Regions from separate parts of the Mus musculus genome. Here regions 1, 3 and 4 are each linked to region 2. Evidence: chromatin contacts called from public ChIA-PET and Hi-C data. All regions are on one chromosome and are shown on one strand. The core of a region is the stretch at or near the end of the contact, and the rest is flanking DNA. Distances in the headings are between cores, read along the strand shown. Region 1 has its middle 14 kb from the start of Gm41070. Region 2 has its middle 19 kb from the start of Snx18. Region 3 overlaps Gm41069 (a long non-coding RNA gene). Region 4 overlaps Cspg4b (chondroitin sulfate proteoglycan 4B).

Region 1 (5,214 bases), core at 598-3,097, 260 kb after region 2:
GAGGTGCTTTCTGTTACACATTTGTCCAAGATGTCCATTTTAATGTCATTATATCACGCTGATATAGTGGGGGAAATATTTTGTCTCATGTGAGGAATGGCACTTAAATGCCTTGCCCTCTGAAATCTGCTCTTAAGTTCTCTGTGTCCTCCAAGGCTCTGGGGAATGATCCTGTGCATCTTCTCCTGCAGGACCAGAGGCAAGATGCTCAGTGAAGGACAGGGACCAAGGAGCCCTGGGCACTGCACTTGGGAAGGGCTGTTCACTAGGAACAAAATTAGGGTTCATGAAGCAAGCTTAGAGCACAGAAGATGGGATTCACAGGAAACAAGGGAAAGGTTACATCGATTTGAATCGTGTGTGTGTGAGTGTGTTTACATGTATTCAGGTACACATGTGTGTATGGGGCAGAGCTGTATACATATGTTGACCTGCCAGAGCCCAGCCTTGGCACTGTTCCTCAGTGCTACCCATTGTCTTTGAGACAATCTCTCTCTCTGGCCTAGAAGTCAGCAATCGAGCTAGGCTGACTGGCCAGAAAGCCCCAGAAATCCATCTATCTCCACACTGCTGGAATTGACACGGGAGTCACCATAGGTAGCTTTTGTTTTATGTAGGTTCAGGGGATTATAGTTAGCTTGCACCGCAAGCACTTTACCAGCTGAGCTATTTCTCCATCCCTGGGAGATACTGGATATTCTCATCCTCAGAGCTGAAGCTGCACTGGTGACTAAATGGTTAATAGAATACTCCGGCTGAAAGCCTAGAGTGTGTCACCCAGGTCTTACCCATAGCTTTGAGCGACTTCCTACCTCCTCTTCTTAAAGCAGAGATGGTGATGGCTATTTCCAGTGACTTGCTCTTAGGCAGGAGAGTCCAGTCTTGCTCTGCCCTTGCTAACCTATCGCTGCCTGGACCCCATACTGTGTGCTCATTTGTCTCCCAGCTTGTCTAACCCTCTGCTTATTTTACCATCCAAGCAGCTCAGGTGGAAATGTACTTTATTTCCATGGAAACCTCAGAGCATTCCCTTTCTTCTAAACTATGAACCTTGTTGTTCCGCTGTCCTGGCCCAGCTCCTGACTTGCCACCCCTTACCCAAACCATTGCTCTCCCACCCCTCCTGATTAGCTCTGCCAGCTCCCTGAATGTTTTAGTTGAAGGAGAACTGTGGTTTCCAATTCTATTCCAAGGCTCAGGAGAGATTTCTGAGAACAGCTTCCTCGTTTTCAATTGACCGTGGTAACAGCAGCCTCAAAGAAATCACTTTTCTGAAAAATGAGCCTCATTCAGAAAGCAAAGTGAGACTGGTTTTGTCCACATTGCATATGTACTCAAAAACTGTGGGGGACCTTCCTGTGCCCATCAGGAGCTGTTCTCCAAAGCTCACTACGGAAAAGCAAGGCCACAAGGTATTGGATGAGATGGACTCTGGGCTTCTAGACCTGGGAGAAAACCCAAGAAAGGCAGGAGAAAGGGGTCAAGTCTTTCTTTCCTAAACAATGTGAAAGGCAGGCCCAAATGGGCCCCTTACGGTTTCTATAACCATCATCTGTTCCTCCTGTCTGTGACACTCAAGGAGTCTTGGAGCTGCTCGGGGTAAGACAGTATGAGAAGGCTGCACTGTGAGGAAGTAAAAAGAAGACAGTGATTGGAGTTAGAAGGGAGTGCTTGACCTTCAGCTACAACACTGCTGTCTGACTTGTGCCGGACACCTGCTGAACGCACCTCGAGCCATAACGCCCACTCTCCATCTGGCTCCTTCCCCAGGCGGCTGCTTGCAATGGACTGGATCAGAAGCAAGCCACCCCCTGACTTCTGAACTGAGTCAGTCAGTGAAAGTATTTGGAGGGGAGCAGAAGGGAGGGCACGATGAAGGCACCAGTTCCTCAATTCCTCCCACTCCTTCTCACCGGGGTTGGCTGCCTCTAGCTATGAAGATCACAGCTCCCAGCACGTGAGCATCTAGCTTAGCTCAGGACAGCTGGTCTTTCTTTGTTCTCACTGCTGTGGCAAGCCCACATGACCCCAAGCCATACTCACTTTTCCTAGTTCTGCTCCCATCTCTACCAACTCTCTTATTCAGTGTGCCTCAGCTATGCTACCCAATTTGGACTTTTCTTGTTTCCTGCTGCCATGTTCATGCTCATGAAGGTCTGGGTCAGGGAATTCTGAACTTCTCAGAGTCCCTCAATGTAATCTTGAAGAGGAAGCTAACTTAGAAACTTCAATTTGGAAACATACCCGGTCCACCTCCCTAAAGCCGTACTCTGAGGAAGATCTTGACAGCCTCTGGGGACAACAGGTAGGACAGGAAAGGAGGACACAAGCCCATGGCTAACTCTGCCTGCTCTACGAGTTTGAGAAAGCAATGTCAAGACACTAGAAAATGAAGAAGGGCCTAGAACTTGTGGAGCAAGGAATCCATGTGCAAGCTTTGATACAAATGCAGTTTCTGCTGCTATTTTAGGAACAAGACTCATCTCAGGGAGAAGTCACAAGAGGAGCACTCTGTAGCGCCACCCTGCTGTCCTCCCTCCTTTCAGAGTTGACTCCTCCCTAGGATCCTGATAAGGAGGAAGTACTTCCACCCTACTTCTGGCCACACAGATGGGCACAAGGAGACAATTGGTCCAAGAAGAATGAAGCAAAAGTCCGGGCTGACAAAAGGAGTTTCTGTCTCTTGAGAATCTGGGCCGGGTGACCTTCAGTCATGGTTGTGTGATGCCCTGAGTGATACAGAACCATGGAGCATAGGATGGAGACACCCAGGCCACCAGAGGCAGCAGCTATTTCAGGCTAGGAGGAAATCAAAATGAAGACCCTAGTGGCAGAAGCCAGCCCTCTGGCAAAGGGGAGGACAGCCCACCATAGCCACTCATGTGTCTCACACGTGGGCTCTTGTCTTAGTTTCTAATACCTCTTCAGGCCCGGCCATGATGGTTATTACACACTATGTCATGTTCTAAGAGCAGCTGTGACTTTTTCCTTGGTCAACAAATGTCCTTTTCTTGTGCTACACTAAGGACTGCATAGTAAGTAGAGGAGATGGGAATTCTTTTCAGGAGAATTCGAAAACCATGCATGTCCCTTTCCAGGAGATAGAAACTCACTCCACTCCCTCAAATGGACTGGACTCGGCAACGCCCTGTAACATTCAGAGGGGAAACAAGGGTGGCGGTGGGGATGGGGCTGAAAGAATAATAACTTCAAAGTGGTCGGGCCTGGGAAATAGCACTTTAATCAGCTACTTAAGGTTAACAGTGACTCCTTAGGTCACGTGGGTATCATTTACCCGGCATCATAGAATCCAGGCACTTGGTCTGTGTGGTATTTCCTCCTCAAATCCATTATCTCCAATCCAATGATGAGAAAGTCTAGATCAAGGGACACTGTACAAAATAACTGACCAGCACCATCTATTTGAAACACGGAAAGAGACGGGATGACTAAGGAGAAATAGCAACTGAAAGCAACAGGTATCTTGAGTTGGGTTTTAAAGTATAAAAGGGGCCTTGGTAGGGAAATCCAACTAACAGGCCCAGTTAGATAATAATGTTGTATCAAGGATAGGATGGATCTTTTGTTTTTAATAACAGCATCACGCTTACAAACATGGTATGTTAGAATAAGCCATACGGGTGTCTTTGCAGCCATGGAAAGTTTGGAATTATTTTTAAGGACCCCAGAGAAGCGTACTGACTCTCTAGAAGCATCAGAGAGCCAGCCAGTCTTGGCAGCTATGGAGGCACAATTCACCCTACAGAACTGGCCCATCCAAGATGGTCGCAGTCGCTGCAGGCTCCACTTTCCACACCGGCACATCGCTCTATGCCATTCCCACCTCTGAGAACTCCATAGAGCCCCTGCTGCTCCGATACTGCTACTGGTCACCAAAACAGACTGCAGGTATCTTCTGCTTTTACCTGTCATAGGCCTCGGTGTTCAGGAACAACTCGCACATTGGCTGGAAGGAGGCTGGATTCTGGCACTTGCTTTTATCCCTGAGTGTGCCTAGGAAGGAAGGGCTTCCCAAACACGGGAAGGGGCTTCCAGCACCGTGTCAGCAAAGGTGAGGGTGGTGAATGAAGCAGCATCTAACTGGAACAGTCACAGCGGACATCTCAGAGGAAAAGAGCGAAGATAGATTGGTTTTGTGAAAATGAATTAGAATTGAAAATATAGCAACGGTATCTGGTCTTCCTGTAGAAGAGGGAGGGCTTTGACAACAGAAATGATTGTTCCATGTAAACGTTCTGTTGGAAAAGGCAGGCTGTGGCATGTGTACAGAAGACTTACTTCTTGTCTCCTATAGCCCTTCACAGCTCTGCAAGCTGTTTTCTGTCAGGGTCAGCCAATCCTGTGTGAAATATACTTTTAGGGTTTTTTTTCTTTTTTTTTGATTTTTAATATTTTTTATTACATATTTTCCTCAATTACATTTCCAATGCTATCCCAAAAGTCCCCCATACCCTCCCCCCCAACTTCCCTACCCGCCCATCCCCATTTTTTTGGCCCTGGCGTTCCCCTGTACTGGGGCATATAAAGTTTGCATGTCCATTGGGCCTCTCTTTCCAGTGATGGCCGACTAGGCCATCTTTTGATACATATGCAGCTAGAGTCAAGAGCTCCGGGGTACTGGTTAGTTCATATTGTTGTTCCACCTATAGGGTTGCAGATCCCTTTAGCTCCTTGGGTACTTTCTCTAGCTCCTCCATTGGGAGCCCTGTGATCCATCCACTAGCTGACTGTGAGCATCCACTTATGTGTTTGCTAGGCCCCGGCATAGTCTCACAAGAGACAGCTATATCTGGGTCCTTTCAGCAAAATCTTGCTAGTGTATGCAATGGTGTCAGCGTTGGAAGCTGATTATGGGGTGGATCCCTGGATATGGCAGTCTCTAGATGGTCCATCCTTTTGTCACAGCTCCAAACTTTGTCTCTGTAATTCCTTCCATGGGTGTTTTGTTCCCAATTCTAAGAAGGGGCACAGTTTCCACACTTTGGTCTTCATTCTTCTTGAGTTTCATGCATTTAGCAAATTGTATCTTTTATCTTGGGTATTCTAAGTTTTGGGCTAATATCCACTTATCAGTGAGTACATATTGTGTGAGTTCCTTTGTGAATGTGTTACCTCACTCAGGATGATGCCCTCCAGGTCCATCCATTTGCCTAGGAATTTCATAAATTCATTCTTTTTAATAGCTGAGTAGTA
Region 2 (5,038 bases), core at 2,194-4,693:
CTGTCATGCTGGCCCTTAAATGATCCCACTAATTACATTCAAGTGAAACGGTGGGGACAAATTGGGTTACTAGACAATCCCTGACAGCCATCTTTCTAGAATCTACTTAGCTAAAAACGACATTTAGTGTTGTTGATGTTACGTGTCCCCTTGACTGACCATCATTAAAGTGAACCTTCAGATGGCCTGTGAAGTAACAAAACTCCCATGAGCATTTCCTGAGCCAGGAAATTAGGGAAGTGGCACCGTTAAGATTGGCCCTTTTCTTTTCCACATCCTGACCTAGCTCCGCAGCTGTGACACGCAGAGGAAGGGACCTTTCACTGTGCTGCTACACCTGCAAACTGAGAGTAGTTCAGACCAAGAACTGGAGCGATCGTAAGCCCCAGATTCAGTGACAGTCACCTCAAATACAGAACATCCAGGAGATTAATCAGAAATCTTCGCCTTGGGATGCTTTAGGTATGATGAGCTAAAGCTAAAGGAAGCAGCAGACCCACCTGAACCGGCAAACTCCGGGCTTGGTTAAAAGATAAGAGAATATATAGTGCCCTCTAGTGGGCAACAGATAAAACAATTTCCCGCCTGGCATTCAGAGTGAAATTAATGACAGGAATGCAACATAAAGTTATGAAACCAAATATTAGTGTCTCAATAGGGTTTTAATACCTTTACATTATCCCATACATTAGTGACGTACAAGAAAGATTTCCTATCCTTTCGTTAGGTAAACATTTACATAAATGGTGAATACAAGTCACAAACACTTTTTTTTTTGCCAAACGAACATGAGCCATTGTGATTAGTTTTCCACAAATGATTGGTTTTTTTTACACACACACACACACACACACACACACACACACACACACACACACACGCACACACACACACACACACACACGAGTCATAGTCATTTCAGCTGGAACTGATAGTGTTTCCCAACTACTTTGGGACAGACTTTGAGTGCATCTCATGAATCGAAGATGGAACAAAACCTTTTCCAGTGGTGCTGGGCTGCCTTTTTCCCTCACTCTGTAGCAGGCCGACCCGTGTGCTGTGTCAGTAATAAGGAGAGTGGCTTGGGTTCCACCCATTAGTGATGTACTTGGGTTCTCTACCTGGCCAGAACTCAGCCTGAGAAGTGGAGAGCCAGCTACAGAGGAGACCCTTGGAGACTCCAATCGGACATGCAAACCTACAGTAGCTGCTTGCACAGTGTGGACCTTGTGCCGTGTAAACTTGTATAGTGTGGATCTACCGCACCAATATTTTTTAGAAAGAAGACTTTGGTGTTGGCCAGAGTGACAGAAAAGGGCTCCAGAGCTGTTTTTGAAGCATGCAATAGAATTTGGCTAGGTAAAAGGAGGGGAAAATTATTTTTGGAAACAGATTGTTTCCTAATATCAGAACAATTTATATTAGTATATAATTGTAATAAGATATAAAACATTGGTCAAAATGAGTAACTCCTAATCACATTGGATGAGGTATGATGTCATGACTAAGCTATGGTAGTGAAATTGATGAACATTTTTCAACATCTGGTTTTTTTTCTAGTTGTGCAGCCTAATTGCCAAGAATGCTATAAGCACAGCTGTGTGTGTGTGTGTGTGTATGTTTGTGTGAGTGTGTGTATACTCACTCTTTAAAACAACCCTGTATCCTCCATTCTGCAACTGATGCTGTTGAAACACAGAAAGCAGCCATTTGCCCAATGTCACCTGATGTCTGGTAGTGACAACCTTGTACAATCACCTTGCAGACAAGTCTCTGGGCACACTCTTGAGGGAGTTTTTAGATTGGCTTAAACTGAGGTGGGACAATGCACTCTAACTATGGCTAGCACTAGTCCATGGCCTGGGGTCTCAGATTGAAAAACATAAAAATAGGAGACAGCAATCTGAGGAGCAGTGGATGCTGTGTGACCAGCCGCCTCATGGTCCTGTTACCATGTGTTCTCTGCCGTGGTGAACTGCGTCCCCTCACACCGTAGGCCAGAATAAAAACGTTCATCCCTAAAGTGGCATTTGCCATATTTCTGATCACAGCAATAAGAAACATAATTAGCACAATGAGAAAGCCAGTGAGACACAGAGATAGCTGGGCTTGAACCCAGGCAATCAGACCCCCAGAGTCTATTCTAGTCACACCATCCTGTTTTGCAATTTCTCTGTCGGAAGAGGGGGAGGGGCTGGTGGGATCTTTTGTGGAATGAGCCAATGAACAGACAACTGACCACAATGAAGGCTTAGACTGGCTTAGGCTACCAAGGGAAGGTAGGGGACAGGGATGGCTGGAAAAGCTAGGCACGCTAAGCCAGGTACAATGATGGCACAGGCACGTAATCCTAATGGGAGAGTGTTTGGTTTCAGACCTTGGAACAAGGAACTGAGGTGCATATTTTATACATCAAAGCAGGCCTCCAGGGTCTCTCAACCCTCAAAGTTACCTTCCTCTAAAGGCGTTTGCTTTATGATCCAGACATTTTGGGGGCTCTCCCTCTCTCCCTCCCTCTCCCCCTCCCTCTCCCCCCCCCTCCCTCTCCCCCCCTCTCCCCCTCCCTCTCCCCATCCCTCTCTCTGCCTGTCTCTCCCTCTGTCTCTCCGTGTCTCTCTCTCTCTGTCTCTCTCTCCCATCCCTCTCTCCCTCTCTGTGCCCAGGCCCTTTCTCCCCCCATACTCCACCCCATGATGACTTCCCAGGCCTCAGTCCTTGGGGCCAGCGAACTCACCTGAGAGCAGCTTCCGGATAAACTTGTATTTAATATGACCTAATCTGGTTTGAATAGGCTCATTTCGCCATCAAAGAACTAGCCTATTAGGGAGAGGTAAAGGCAGGAAGGATGCTTGTGAGCTTGGAGTCACTTTGAACTACAGTGTGGCTTTATCTCAAAACAAAACTGCCCAAACAAAACCAACCAGGAACTTGGTATAAAGAAAAGGACTGTCAGACTATCATGAGTCTGTGTTCGCCGCTGATTTATTTCAAGGCAGACTTCATTGCCGCCCTGTCTCCCGAGAAACATGAAGGGACACTAGACTGAAACTAGAACTTGACCTTGGCGAGGCCACTCATGGGAAGGGGCGTGGCTAAAAAAGTAGCTATACATTCTTTCGTCCTTTATTTCCAACCAAGACTGGAGCCATGATTCAGAGGTTTCATCGGTATTGGAAAGCTGAAACTACAAGGTATAAAACTCCCTGGATGGGGGGCTGTGGAAGAGGCACAAAAGGAACCGCAGCTGGGGCAGGAATAAGGTCCTCCCGGTGCTGTGGATTTAACAGGTCTGCCCAATTTCAGAGTCCCCAGCCACTTCAAAGGGGACAGAGTGGGAGAACTTGGATACAGCTAGGAAGTTTAACAAGAAACTTTAGAGCACTGTAGAGAAGAAACCAAACGTGGCTTCTGCCCTGACCACACTGTTGTGTGCTGTGAAACAGGAAGTGGCTGCTGAATGTCCTCCTCACGCGCTCGCTCTCCACCTTCCGGGACAGAAGTTTCCCTGGAAACCCGCCGCGATGGTGAAGCAGATGGAGGGAGGCAGGGTGAAGAGCAAAGACCACATGTTATAAAACGGGAACACTTGCTTTTATACATCGAGTGTGCGTAGTTGGTGCCCCCTTCATGGTTCCAATCCTCCCGATCGTTCGATAGGCCCTCTGTGTACAGTACACTTGCCTCTGACTGATTGTGCCTTCAAGGGAGGGCTCCTCCCATGCCTGCCCCGGGTTTCTACGTGCCTCCATCCTGCTTCAGCCTGGAACATTCTATTAATACTTCTAGCAAGACTCGTTGCTCTTTTTGTTTTTAAATCCTAATCTTCCCCTCTCAGATTATCTTGAAAAGAATCAGCAACGCTTGGGTGTGTCGCTTTGTACATTGAACGGCTGTCTGGTCACCCTGAAGGTGATGTGGTAGACACAATAAAGCAACCCCACTGATCTATATCCTTGTATAATCTTGTCCCCTGGGTATTGGTAGAAACTGTGACTTGCTTCTAAACTGTAAAACAATGGCAAACATGATCAGATGTCACCCTGATGACCATATTTTGTTATAAAAGACTGTCTTGACTGGATGGAAAGGGTCCCTTGCTAGCTTTGAAGATACTGTGTTATGGGAATGCCGTAGAGCAAGGAACTTCAAGAGGATAAGGGTCCCAAACCAACAGCCAGCAGGAAAACAGGGACCTTGGTGTCCTAACCTTAAGGGATAAATTCTGACAACACGGAAGGAGTTCAGAAGCAGGTGCTGGCTTCCCTTTTCAGGTTTCTAGAGGAGCACACCACCCAGCTGACCCCCTGTAGCCCTCGGATACCCTGAGGTCAGGATATAGCTGAGCCGTGTTCAGATGCCTCCCATGGTAGGAAACTCTGAGCTCACAGCAAGGCGAGCTTTTGAAAGGGCTAACTCGGCAGGCACGCAGTAGATAGCCGAGAAAGGCAGCAGACAAGAGATACTCTGGAGATGCTTGGTGATAAGAAGAAATCAGAAAAGACAAGAGACTTTTCAGAGCCTCTTTTAAAGACAGGCGTACTTCACAGAATGCCCCACCCAGCCTGTGCTGTGTCAGTCATGTAGAATTTGCCTTGTATAAACACTGCGACTATGGCTTTGAGGAGATATTTGCGCCAGTCAGGTTTTAGCCAGGAAAGCAGAAATCATTATGCCACTTGAATGATGTAATGCACATGCTCTCTTGAGCAGGCGGTGAGAGCAGACAGCAAGCCTGAGATGAGCATGGCAGCCTAGAGGCTAGCAGCAACTCCGGGGTGAGGGTGGGGGGGTCTAAGCAACCTCCGGGCTCCTCCCTAAGTTCCGTATTTTATATGGTGCTTGTGTGTATGCACAGGTTAAGCATTTTGTTTTGTTTGAGACTGGGTCTGGCTCTGTTGCTCAGGCTGGCTTCACACCCAAGATTCTCTTGCTTTAGCCTCCCAGTAGCTGAGATGACAGGTATATTCCACCGTGGTCTGCTTCAGTTAGGGAACGCGTATGCCTTGTCTTATTATTAGTTGCTTATTATTAGTTGTTT
Region 3 (5,579 bases), core at 2,487-4,986, 440 kb after region 2:
TTGGGTCACTTACTCCTAAGATGTTCATAATGAAGGACCAAGGACTATGTTGTGATTTAAAAAAAAAAAAAAAAAAGGAAAAAAATGAAAGGAAAAGAGCATTTCCTTCTGCCTGCTTCCATAGTTGTTGTGAAATTTGCAGGACTATAATCTCAACTCTTGGTCAACACAGCACCCAAGGGTGTTCCAGTGCACTCTGTCTCAGCCAGCAGGCTATCCACATCGCAGCAAGCTGGGGAACTTGTCAGAAATAGCCAAGGATTCCAGCTTGGCATGCCCGCTGTAGGGCTGGGGATTGAAGTTTTTAAAGAAATGAACCAATTAATTCTTAGAAACTCCACACTTGGAGAACCCTCCAAACTAATAATTTTTTTCAATCATATTTCTTCATTTTAGGAGGGCTAATCCAGGGATCACTCTGGGGATTTCTGACAGGGAAAGTCTGTCAATAAGAGATCCACGTAGATTTTTAATTATATTATACTCACAATTTTTTGATATATGTCGCTGACTGTGCAGTACATCTTCATACTTTCATTGGCAACATTTGCACATTTAAAATCTTCAAAATGGGGGTCAATCCCTCAGAACAGAGTCTCAAAGGTACCAATGGAGTTCCCATTTAAGGAGTTCTCTGACCCTGTAGCCAGGAGATCGTCTACTTAAAAATAAATAGAGACATTAATTCAGAAGGCTCGGTATGAATATTAGTCATCTCAGGAATGTTTGAACTGTTGCTAAATTTATGTTTCTTCTTATGAGATTACAAGTATCATGTAAATAATAGAAGAAAATCTATGTCCTAATAAGACAAACAGCATTTGTTTGTTTGTTTGTTTGGTTGTTTTAAGATCCAGCAATATAAAAGTATTGTGTTAGGGTGCAGTTGAGTGAATATTTTTCTTCATCAAACAGACACACAGATAAACAACACACATCTTAGGTTCAATGAAATCCAGTAGTTACTGGCTTGCTTAGTAGTAAAAGGCATTCCATGTTATCTTTAATCTCCTTCTAGAGCGTTACATTGTGAAATCCAAGACCTTACTCTTGCAAGCTGCCTGAAAACCATCATCCTAACTTGATCTGACTTGAGGAATTTCGGGGTTAAGACGCATGTGCTGTAAAACTCGACTTTAATAGCCCATTTTCGGTTCCAAAGCACGCACACAAATGCCATTTATGTCTCTCTCAGTAGACCAGGAGCCTGAGTCCACACTGCCGTTCCCCAGACAGCATGCTGAGCCTGCCTTCCTCTGTAAATATATTTAGGAAGTACTCGCTGAATGAAACACTAAACAGTGGTCTTGGGAGTGAATGGGATCCAATAGTCCTCAAGGTGGCAAATCAGACTTCTATGTGGTCTAGCTTGGAAAGCTGGTCTGAAGGAGGCCAGCCATTTCTGCACACGGTTGCCTCGTTGAGTGCTGACACTCGCTGTTTTTCAATATTAATGCTTTATCTTTTTAATTTAACATGACAAAACCTTAAGGTTACCACCATTTTCTATACCCAACCCCCCCCCCCCCAAATGTAGGGTACCTGACCCTGCCAGGGAATACCTGAAGGGAACTATAAAGAGGCTGAAGAGAAAGCCACTGAGTAATGCTGTTTGAAAGGGGGATAAGCGGGAGGGGCTCAACGCATCAAAGTTGTCCATTGGATCCATCTCTGACCAGAAATAATTCCAACTTCTTTCTCCTTAAAAGACAGAATACCTCCAAGGGAGGGTGGTTGAATCTTTTTCAAAGGGGGAAATTCAACAGTTATTGGAGGTGGAAGGAGGGAGGGAACTGGATGGAAGAAAGGAGAGGGAGAGGAGTTGGGCAGGTGGGGGGATCAGGTGTAGGGAGAACAGTGGGGAGAGAATGGAAATCGGTGTGTGGGGGTGCATCTCTAGGACAAGCCAGAGACCTGGAAAAGAGGCTCCAGGATGTCTATGGGGGCAACTCTAGCTGAGACTCCTAGCAGTGGGAGATATGGTTCTTAAAGTGGCTACCTCCTGTCGCCAGTCAGGAGTCCCAGTGGAGGAATAAGGATAGCAAACCACCCACAAAACTTTTGACTCAAAATGTGTCCTGCCTACAAGATGTGCAGAGACAAAGATAGAATAAAGACACAGGGAATGGTCAACTAATGACTTCCCCAAACTGAGACTCATCCCAAGGGCCAGAACCAATCCCTGATACTATTAATAATACTCTGCTATGCTCCAGACAGGAGCCTAGCTAACTGTCCTCTGAAAGGCTCCACCCAGCAGCCAATGGAAACAGATACAAGGACTCACAGCCAAATATTAGTTGGAGCTCTGGGAGTCTGTGGAAGAGTTAGGAGGACTACTGAGGGACCTGAAGAAGACAGGGACTCCACAGAGTCGACTAACCTGACCCTTGGTGGCTCACAGAGACTGAACCACTAACCAAAGAGTGAGCATGGGTCAGACCTAGCTGCCCTGCCCCCCAACCCTCACATATGTAGCAGATGTGCAGCTCTGCCTTCATATGGGGTCCCCCAACAGCTGGAGTGAGAGCTGTCCCTAAATCTGTTTGCCTGTCTGCGGATACCATTCCCCCAACTGTGCTGCCTTGTCCTGGCCCCTAAGGGAGCGGATGCAGCTCATCTTGCAGTGACTTCATGTGCTGGGGGAGGGGCAGAGGGAGGGGGAGGGGCAGAGGGAGGGGGCAGAGGGAGGGGGAGGGGCAGAGGGAGGGGGAGGGGCAGAGGGAGGGGGAGGGGCAGAGGGAGGGGGAGGGAGGATACTCACGAGGGTGTGGTCTCTTTCTCAGAGGAGAAGGGAAGAATGGGTGGGGGGTGTCTGTTGCGGGAGTACTGAGAGCCTGTCAGCCATTCACACTCAATAAAGAGAACTGAAGACTTCAGAGTATCAAGTACATTCCCACAATGAAGGCAGTTAGAGTAAGCAGATAATAAAAACCTTTAGTACCTGAGGTTACAGGAAGGGAAAAAAACTGAACCCACGACGTCCTCAGCAATATTCAATCCCTAAATTACCCCAGCTAGAGTATATTCAATTTATACGAATATGGCTTAAGAAAAAACTCAGGGACTCAACTAACAAAGCAGCCAGAGCTTTTGTTTGTTTATTTGTTGGTTGGTTGGTGGGTTGGTTTTTTAATTGATAACTTGAAACTTTAACATTTATCTTTAAATATATATAATTTACTTTTAAGTAAAACCATTGATGAATAAAAATCATTTATATCTAAAGTAAATATTTTCTAAAGCTCCTAACTTTTTCTTAATCTTGCTCTATGGGAGTTACACAGCACTTATAAATACAGTGTAAGAACACTGGCAGGGTAAGATTTGTCTCCATCGACAACAATTAGGACATATTGTGAGTCAGTGAGTCAGAGTTTCAGCCAGTTTGGAGCCTATAATAAAGTGCTACAGAGTGGGTTTTATGTGCAAACCTTCCTATCACACAGTTCTGGAGGCTGGAAATCCAACATCAAGGTGGCTGGGTTTCATGAGTCCCTCTTCTGGCTGTCCATTCAATGCCTTCATGTTTCACTGAAACCAATGATTTCTTCCAGGCCAGATTTCATCCCTCACCCAGCCTTGCCTGGCATCTCTCCTCACCTTCCACAGCCCCTACGTGGCAGGTTCCTTCCCTTCCACTAAGAGAAGCCACTTCTGTGTTCAGTATCGCAGTCCTTGAAATGCTTGGCTCAGACCCCAAGAAAGTCATGATGATATAGTATAGCCTTTACGGGGGGAAAAATAGGCAACTGTCAGAGGGTTGCATGAAAACCACAGCCTTCCGTGTGACAGTGAGTGGAAGAGCTGTTGGCACCTCAACTTTCTCGCAGCAGCACAGTTCACAGGAATGTTCTCTTCCTCCATCTCTTTTCAAACCAACATGCTGAAGGCCACTGCAGTGCCATTTTACTGCACGTCCCTGAAAACTGACACACTATCTGTCTATCCTTACTCTCCCTCCCCACTGCACCAAGACTGTCACTCACTCCTCTGTCTGAAATGAAAGTGAAACAGAAACAACTGATTTGATCCACCAATACAAAATATATGCCTTGGAGCCAAGACTACTCAAGTGTGAAGCCTGAACGCACAGTTGTTAATGGTACTGTTTGTATCTGAGCCTAGATCTCCCAGATGCACAAAGGGACACATGAGCGCACCTGCTTCCTCGAGTTGATCTCACAGCTCAGTGCCTGGCACGTAGTAATCACTCAAAATATATTGATGACAAATGTGGGCTCTGGCTAGGACTCAAAGAGACTTCCCTGCTCTTCTGGTTCCTTATAAGCCCATGATTCTTGGTGTCCTTACGGCACCAAAGTGAATGGACATTGCCAGACAAAGAGGAAGCAAAGAAGGTCCTTGGGGTGACAGATGTTCAGGCCATGTCCTTATCCACTAAACCTTTAGAGTAAGTTTGCTGGGGGTAGGAGAGGGTGGATAGAGCTCAGTCCACACAATACAAACTCAGTGTTATCTCAAACCACAGTAATGGTTTATTTTAATAGACTCAGCCGTGTATATATATGGAAGCTTCAATATCGGCCCAGGGCCTGGGGGTTGGGGAGACTACAGAAGCCAGCTGAGATCCTGAAGGCCGGGAGTGGGCTTTATTTATAACACCCCCAACAGTTTCCAAGGGAGTGAAATAACAAGAGCTTGGGTGAGATGAGTCACACAGATTCACAGGATCAGAGAAGTCACCGGGGATCAAAGGACGGATGAGTCTTCCAGCTCACTGCCCCTCAGAAACGAAAAGGCTCATTTCACGGGGCTTTCTCTAATCTGTCCCAACTAATTTTTCAAGGATTGAGTCAAGAAGAAGGTTCAACCGGAGACTTAGTTGCTATAGCCACTTGGATTTCAGACAATGGGGATTTCAGTAGCATAGCAAAGAGCCCCATTTTATAATACCTTCCCCCAAACAAAATGAATGAAAGTCAAAGCCCTCCTTAGGAGGGAGGGATGAAAGACACAGCTGAACAGTTTCCAAAGCATACAGAAATAAATACAGACATCACTGAGCACCACAAATAAGGAACTAATCTAGTCAAGTGTAGTTACACAACTATGTGTCTCGTGGGCATGTCTGCTTGCTTCTTCTGTTTGTTTGTTCCATGATAACATCTGCCCACAGAGATCTAATTAAATATGACATTGCTGTCAAATAAGTTGGTTGTAACTTTCAACGTTTGTCTCACTTGTTGCCGTCCATGTAATGAAGGGGAGTAACGTTCAGTGGGCGAGGCCTCATGAACTGACCTGCAAGATGGTCAATGAGACTGTAGAGAACAGGTTGAAGAAGAGAGAACTCTCTGTGTCTTGTCCCCATCTTTACTTCTCAGAGCTTCAGTTAAACTAGTGTAAAGGACAGTATACCCCATACAGACCAGATATGACAAGTCAGGGTTGGCTGAGAAGACAGACCATTACCCCAGGACCCATCGAAAGCAGTGTACAGAAGCCAACGAGAACTAGAGTTGGGACTTCAGAGCCTTCCAGCAACTTCCATGATGTGAGAAGAGATGACACAGGGTAAGACCATCTGTCAATACCTCAAATCCAGCACAACCCAC
Region 4 (5,406 bases), core at 2,045-4,544, 300 kb after region 2:
TGTCTCTCTCTATATCTCTCTGTGTCTCTGTCTCTGTCTCTCTCTGTCTCTCTCTCTCTCTCTCACTGTCTCTGTCTCTCTCTCTCTCTCCCTGAGATCAGAATGTAGCTCTCAACTACTTCTCCAGCACCATGCCTGCTGCCATGCTCCCTCCCATGATAATAATGAAACTATAAGCAAGCCTCCAGATTAATGCTTTGGTTTTGTAAGAGAGGCCTTGGTCATTGTGTCTCTTCACAGTGACTAAGACACATGGCGTTTCACCAGCACCAAAACAAGTGGCTTTATCATTAGCTCAATTTTCACACCTTTACCTATGGCTATTGCTTGCAGAACACAGAGACATCATGTGCACACTCCTGAGTCTATGTGCCATCTTTACTGGCAGACCAACACTGCATCTGCTTCTATGCTTCCTAGCAGAGAATCTAAAGCTTCTCTCCTAAACCGTTAAATTGTTATGTCGCATGCTCAAAAGGAACAATTTTCCTTTTCCACAGAAAAGGAGGCGCTTTTGCAGTGACAGCTCACATCCCATGCCACTGAAAGAGAGTTTGAATGGGAGTCCAGAAGGTATATAGGGCTTTTTAAGTTTTCATACCAAACCTGATATCCGGACAATAAAAGTCATTCCAATCACATCCAAAGTGTCACACAGATAGCAATCATCATCATCATCATCATCATCATCATCATCATCATCATAATCACATCCAAAGTGCCATACAGATTACAAGAAAAAACCTCTTTTGTGAATAATCCTCTAACTTGGTGAATGCTGACAGCTATGATCATAAATTATACATAAAATTTATATACACATGCATAAATACACACACACACACACACACCAGAACTTATACATACAAATCTGTGTTCAACTCTATAAGGCTACTGTGGTGGTTTCAATAAAAATGGCCCCATAGACTCATCTGTTTGAATGCTTGATCCCTAGTTGGTGGAACTATTTGGGAAGGATTAGGAGGTGGAGCCTTGGACTCAAAAACTTGCAGTTAAGCATTTTCTTTTGTTAGATTCCTTGGTCATGGTTTCTCTTCACAGCAATACGAACGCAACTAAGGCAATTCACTATCTTGAAGAATAACTCATGCCAATAAAAACAGCACTGCTAAAAATTCAAATTCTTGAGTTCAAATTATTTTTGTGCAAAAACATTGGATTTTGGTTTTGTCCAATGATAACCAGGGTTCAAGTCACTGTGTTCATATTTCCTAGCAATATAACCTTGTCCACATCTCTTAATCTCTCTGGGTTCTAATTTCTTCATCAGTAAAAAGGAATAATGGGGATATTATCTATGTTGTACTTAGCACAACCTCACCTGACATACAGCAAGTCTTTAGTAAATACTAGCTTTGGGTAGCCCATTTTCTTCACAAGATTTGGCTCTGAGGATAAGACCATATCTGGCTGTTGTGTTATGGTACTATGTGGCAAGCTAGGTTCTTCTGTGTGTGTATCACCAAAGATACACACTCAGCCCAAATGTAACTTCCAAAAATATTAGATTTACTTTATTTGTATGTATGCATGTCTATGCATACACATATGTGTGCAGGTGCCCTGGGGAGCCAGCAGAGGGAATCTGATCCCCTGAAGCTAGAGTTATAGGTAGTCTTGAACTCTGCAATGTGGATGCTGGAAGGCAAACTGCAGCCTGCAAGAGCCGAAAGTGTCCTAATCAGTAGGCCATCTTCTCAAGCCATTGAGTGTATTGTTCTTTAACACTACTCTACTTTAACACTATACTAAAGCCAGCCCAGTTCCATTAACATCATGAAGGCTATTTCCTATCACACACTGCATATATTGCTTTACTTCACATTACCCATCATGGGAGGGGGCATTTACCTGTTAACAACTTAATTTCTGACTGTTTCTCTCTCAGTCTAAGGACAATAGCTTTTCAGTGTCTACTGGAAATACAAAATTAACAGTGTGCTCAGATTACAAGGACGTAGGCTTAATTTAACTTGTGGAAAAGCCACGGTTTCTATAAAATATATACGTGGGCCTGTTTAACAGTACCATGACTGCCAGTTTCAGGCTTTACATTTTTAAATCATTCCCTGTAGCTTATTTTTATTTCTTCAGGAATGAAAATTAACTTGAGAATGTGCTGTCATTTTCCTTCCTGTAACTTGTAGACCCTGATTATTTTTTCCCAATCAGGAGCTTAGAAGAGTTATTTTTCCACTGTAGTTCCTCTAAGGCCAAACACTGCTTTCCCCTGTCACCTCTGGAATATACCACCTTCTAAAACAAATGGGGAACCTGTCACTAGCTCAATTAGCAGTCCCATTGCTTCAAGGGAAGCTCTAGTTTAGAGCCCAGCATTGGGTCACAGTAACTTCAGATATGTGGAGAGAGGGACAGCAATGAGCTCAACCTTGAAGCCAGATTTGAAAGTTATGTAAGGTTCAATAAGCAAGTGTCTGAGGACAAACCACACTTGCCCTGAGGACAAGCCACACTTGCCCTGAGGACAAGCCGCACTTGCCCCTGGGGGTAGTACACGAAAATTCACCTCTGCTTGTTAGAGGAAGAGAGGCTGACCTCCTGAGTTACCAACTGTGTCTACCCAATGTCATCATAGTTGTGCTATCAACATTTAAAGACTCTGGCCTTTGGATCAGGTTTCAGGGGAGTTGTATAGAGTACTCTGATGAGCTGCCCTGCTGTGTGGCATTCTGGAAGGCCACTGACTTTTACAGCCTCCACGCTTCCACTGCACCTGGTTTGCAAAGCTCCTTCTAGTTATTCTAAATAATTGCCAAAAACAAATAAGTGTGTGTGGGGGGTGTATCTCCAAGGGACAGTCCTTGATTTGCACACACTGGGTCCTGGGTTCAATCCCCAGCACCATACAAAGCCAAGCCAAGCCTATCTTTAAAGTAAAAACAAGGCAAAGCATTATAGTATTATATTACAGGTCTTTTTTGAAAAATGGGAAAATGAAGCCCCCTCGTGGCCAGAATTTTATGTGGCCTGTGTAAAACACCACTTAAACTCAAAAGCACTCTTAAGAATGGATTTGAAATGTAAGTGAAGAAAATATCTAATAAAGTAATTTTAAAAATCGAACGACAACAACAAAAAAAGAAGGATGGATTTCAGAGCAGAATACAAAGGAGTCACTAGGGATAGCATAACTCTGAATCTGCTTTGTCAGAGCACAAATAAATGACCCCATTCATGGCCCCCAATTCCCTTAGAGATGGGCCCGCCCGCCAGCCCTGCAGTTTAAGGATGTGTCTTGTTCCTGCAGGAGAAAGGCCTCACTTGAAACCCTACACCAGAGAAGGCAATGCTTAGACTCTGCTCTGAATCCCCAACCAGAGTCCACCATGCCACCAGGATCAATTCCCACCTCTCCCACGCTCTTCTCCAAAGCAGACTGGGGTGGACACCCTTGCTATCTACAGGCCCTGGCAAGACTGGGAGGAAGAAAGCCATATAAGGTCACCTGAAAGCTTTAATAAAATGCAGATTGGAGAGAACATGAAATCTGGGTCAGGAAAAGGTACCTGCTACCAACCTGAGGGTCTGAGTGTGCCCCTGGGACCTGCATAGTCGAAGGGGAAACCAACTCTTTGCAAGTTGTCTTCTGACATCAATACTTGTGTATGGTGTGTGTGTGTGTGTGTGTGTGTGTGTGTGTGGTCCCTTTACCGTATATCCCAAATAAATCAATGTGATTTTAAAAACCCATAAATCTGAAGGCCTTGTGGAAGTCACATTTTGCCTCTGTCCCAGATTCTCTCTCTGCTTAATGTTGTTATTTGGGCTAGTCATATCTACTGCCCATATCACACATCCCACCACTAGTCTCTCCAGCCCAGACCATGCTCATTATAGAAGTAGCTTACCTCCAAGCCACACCCCAGCCCTTTACTTCACCCCTACCCTTAACTCTGTGGGAAGCTCATACTTCCTCCAGGTTCTTGGGTTCCTATACTGTAACTGTGCAGGAGAAAGCAGTAGTGCTTCATTGTGATCACAAGTTCACACCTTAACTCTGCTATATCCCCGAGGCTCTGTCTGTCTGTCAGCCAGTCTGTCTCTCTTGCAATCTTAGCCAAGAGTCTCCTGTGCTATAGTTTTCCCCTTTTTTCAAATAAAAACGATACCCTACAGAGTTGTTGAAGGCTTGTGTCACAGGCTGAGCCCAATACCAGGCACAGAATAAACATTTCAGCAGTATTAGCTACCGTGTGACCAGAAAGTGGTCATTATCTTCATCAACCAATTGCTCTGAAATAAAGAGAAGAAATGCTGCTGTCAGAAATGATCCCTACATTTGAGAGGAACTACCCACACATCTGCTACTAGACAGTGTGCTCAGTTAGCCGTGGCTTTAACTAAGTGCATATGCTGTCCACATTCACATCCAGAAAAATGGACAGACCTGATAATCCTTTAATATTATTGGGAGTTGATTCATGACACTCCCTGCAGTGTGGTCAATGCGCTTAGCTGTTCCATGCTAATTTGCCATCATTGCCAGCCACTCTGGTGGGAAAGGGAGAAATAGCTTGAAAACAAAGATAACTGGGGGCAGAAACTAATAGCATATCTTGGATCCTGTGAACTGCCTAGAGCAGACTTTCTAAGAGACGAAGGCTAATTCCTGGCTGCTGCTTGGCTCTTTTTCTATTTGAAATTAAGTTGAGATTGATAATAGATATTATCATTGTGCTTCAAAATTTCAATGCACAAGACTACATTGTTCGAAGACCTTTAGGCAATCTCTCTCTCTCTCTCTCTCTCTCTCTCTCTCTCTCTCTCTCTCTCAGTGTGTGTGTTTGTGTGTGTGTATGTGTGTGTGTCCCCTCAACTTTACCCCCTTTACTTCCAATGTTTAAATCCTTGTCATTTGTTATTTTTCTTCCATCATGACCATGACTTTGAATGACCACCACAATCCATAAAGTGAGATGGCCAGGTTTGAAAGCAGATACGTACTGTTCCCCATCCCAGCCTACTTTCTAGCTGGGAAGGGCAAGCCTGTGTGAACGGGCAATGAGCAGGCGGGGTTAATTAGTCTGGCAGAGCTAGGACATTGAACAGTCATTAGGAGACTTCAAAGATGAGGACAACAAGCAGACTTCCCTGCCTGGAAGTGAGACGACTCTTAATGTAGTAAAGAACTCTGGCAGTATTAGGTGCGGAGGGTGCAGTTATTATAGCAGGTACCTAGTGGCTTCATTATCACCCTATGGTATCAGTTTCTGGGAGTTCAGGATTTAGCACTTTCAACAGATGAACTCCTAGAACTTGACTCAACTCATAAAAGGTCATGTTTCCGGGAGAGACAATGGCTCAGTCAGTGAAGTGCATGCCACACAAGCTGGAGGACTTCGACAATCTCCAGCACCCACATAC

The links. A called contact is a pair of places that touch in the nucleus more often than the background predicts. ChIA-PET counts read pairs in DNA pulled down with a chosen protein or histone mark.
Region 1: a contact with region 2 is called in a Hi-C map of bone marrow-derived macrophages, with 25 read pairs. The contact joins two enhancer-like sites. A contact is called at or near these places in 2 of 484 Hi-C or Micro-C datasets (bone marrow-derived macrophages and muscle stem cells), 2 of 115 datasets of contacts at active chromatin or transcription factors (bone marrow-derived macrophages and microglia) and 1 of 9 other capture datasets (adipose tissue).
Region 3: an RNA polymerase II ChIA-PET map of memory CD8 T cells shows a contact between it and region 2, with 5 read pairs. The contact joins two enhancer-like sites. A contact is called at or near these places in 1 of 39 promoter capture datasets (cranial neural crest), 1 of 484 Hi-C or Micro-C datasets (CD4 T cells) and 2 of 115 datasets of contacts at active chromatin or transcription factors (embryonic stem cells and memory CD8 T cells).
Region 4: a contact with region 2 is called in a Hi-C map of bone marrow-derived macrophages, with 32 read pairs. The contact joins two enhancer-like sites. A contact is called at or near these places in 3 of 15 datasets of contacts at CTCF or cohesin (hippocampal excitatory neurons, pro-B cells and stem cell-derived epiblast-like cells), 118 of 484 Hi-C or Micro-C datasets (the 4T1 cell line, B cells, the C2C12 cell line and 67 more), 13 of 115 datasets of contacts at active chromatin or transcription factors (CD8 T cells, the HPC-7 cell line, acute myeloid leukemia and 7 more) and 5 of 9 other capture datasets (adipose tissue, bone marrow-derived macrophages, embryonic stem cells and 2 more).

What each region holds. Positions count from the first base shown.
Region 1 is chr13:113,375,809-113,381,022 of GRCm38.p6, reverse strand. No RefSeq gene overlaps it. Among named protein-coding and RNA genes, the nearest start is that of Gm41070, 14 kb to the right of the region's middle. Within about 2 kb of position 1,847, at least 65 of the 459 cell types and tissues checked have an H3K27ac peak or open chromatin away from gene starts, as enhancers often do. A contact at or near this core is called in adipose tissue, bone marrow-derived macrophages and microglia, where this site is marked.
Region 2 is chr13:113,634,571-113,639,608 of GRCm38.p6, reverse strand. No RefSeq gene overlaps it. Among named protein-coding and RNA genes, the nearest start is that of Snx18, 19 kb to the right of the region's middle. Within about 2 kb of position 3,443, at least 92 of the 459 cell types and tissues checked have an H3K27ac peak or open chromatin away from gene starts, as enhancers often do. A contact at or near this core is called in adipose tissue, bone marrow-derived macrophages, memory CD8 T cells and 1 more, where this site is marked.
Region 3 is chr13:113,196,493-113,202,071 of GRCm38.p6, reverse strand. The region is part of intron 2 of Gm41069 (a long non-coding RNA gene); the gene reads left to right. Among named protein-coding and RNA genes, the nearest start is that of Esm1, 10 kb to the left of the region's middle. Within about 2 kb of position 3,736, at least 58 of the 459 cell types and tissues checked have an H3K27ac peak or open chromatin away from gene starts, as enhancers often do. A contact at or near this core is called in memory CD8 T cells, where this site is marked.
Region 4 is chr13:113,334,944-113,340,349 of GRCm38.p6, reverse strand. The region is part of intron 5 of Cspg4b (chondroitin sulfate proteoglycan 4B); the gene reads right to left. Among named protein-coding and RNA genes, the nearest start is that of Gm41070, 27 kb to the left of the region's middle. Within about 2 kb of position 3,294, at least 21 of the 459 cell types and tissues checked have an H3K27ac peak or open chromatin away from gene starts, as enhancers often do. A contact at or near this core is called in adipose tissue, bone marrow-derived macrophages and microglia, where this site is marked.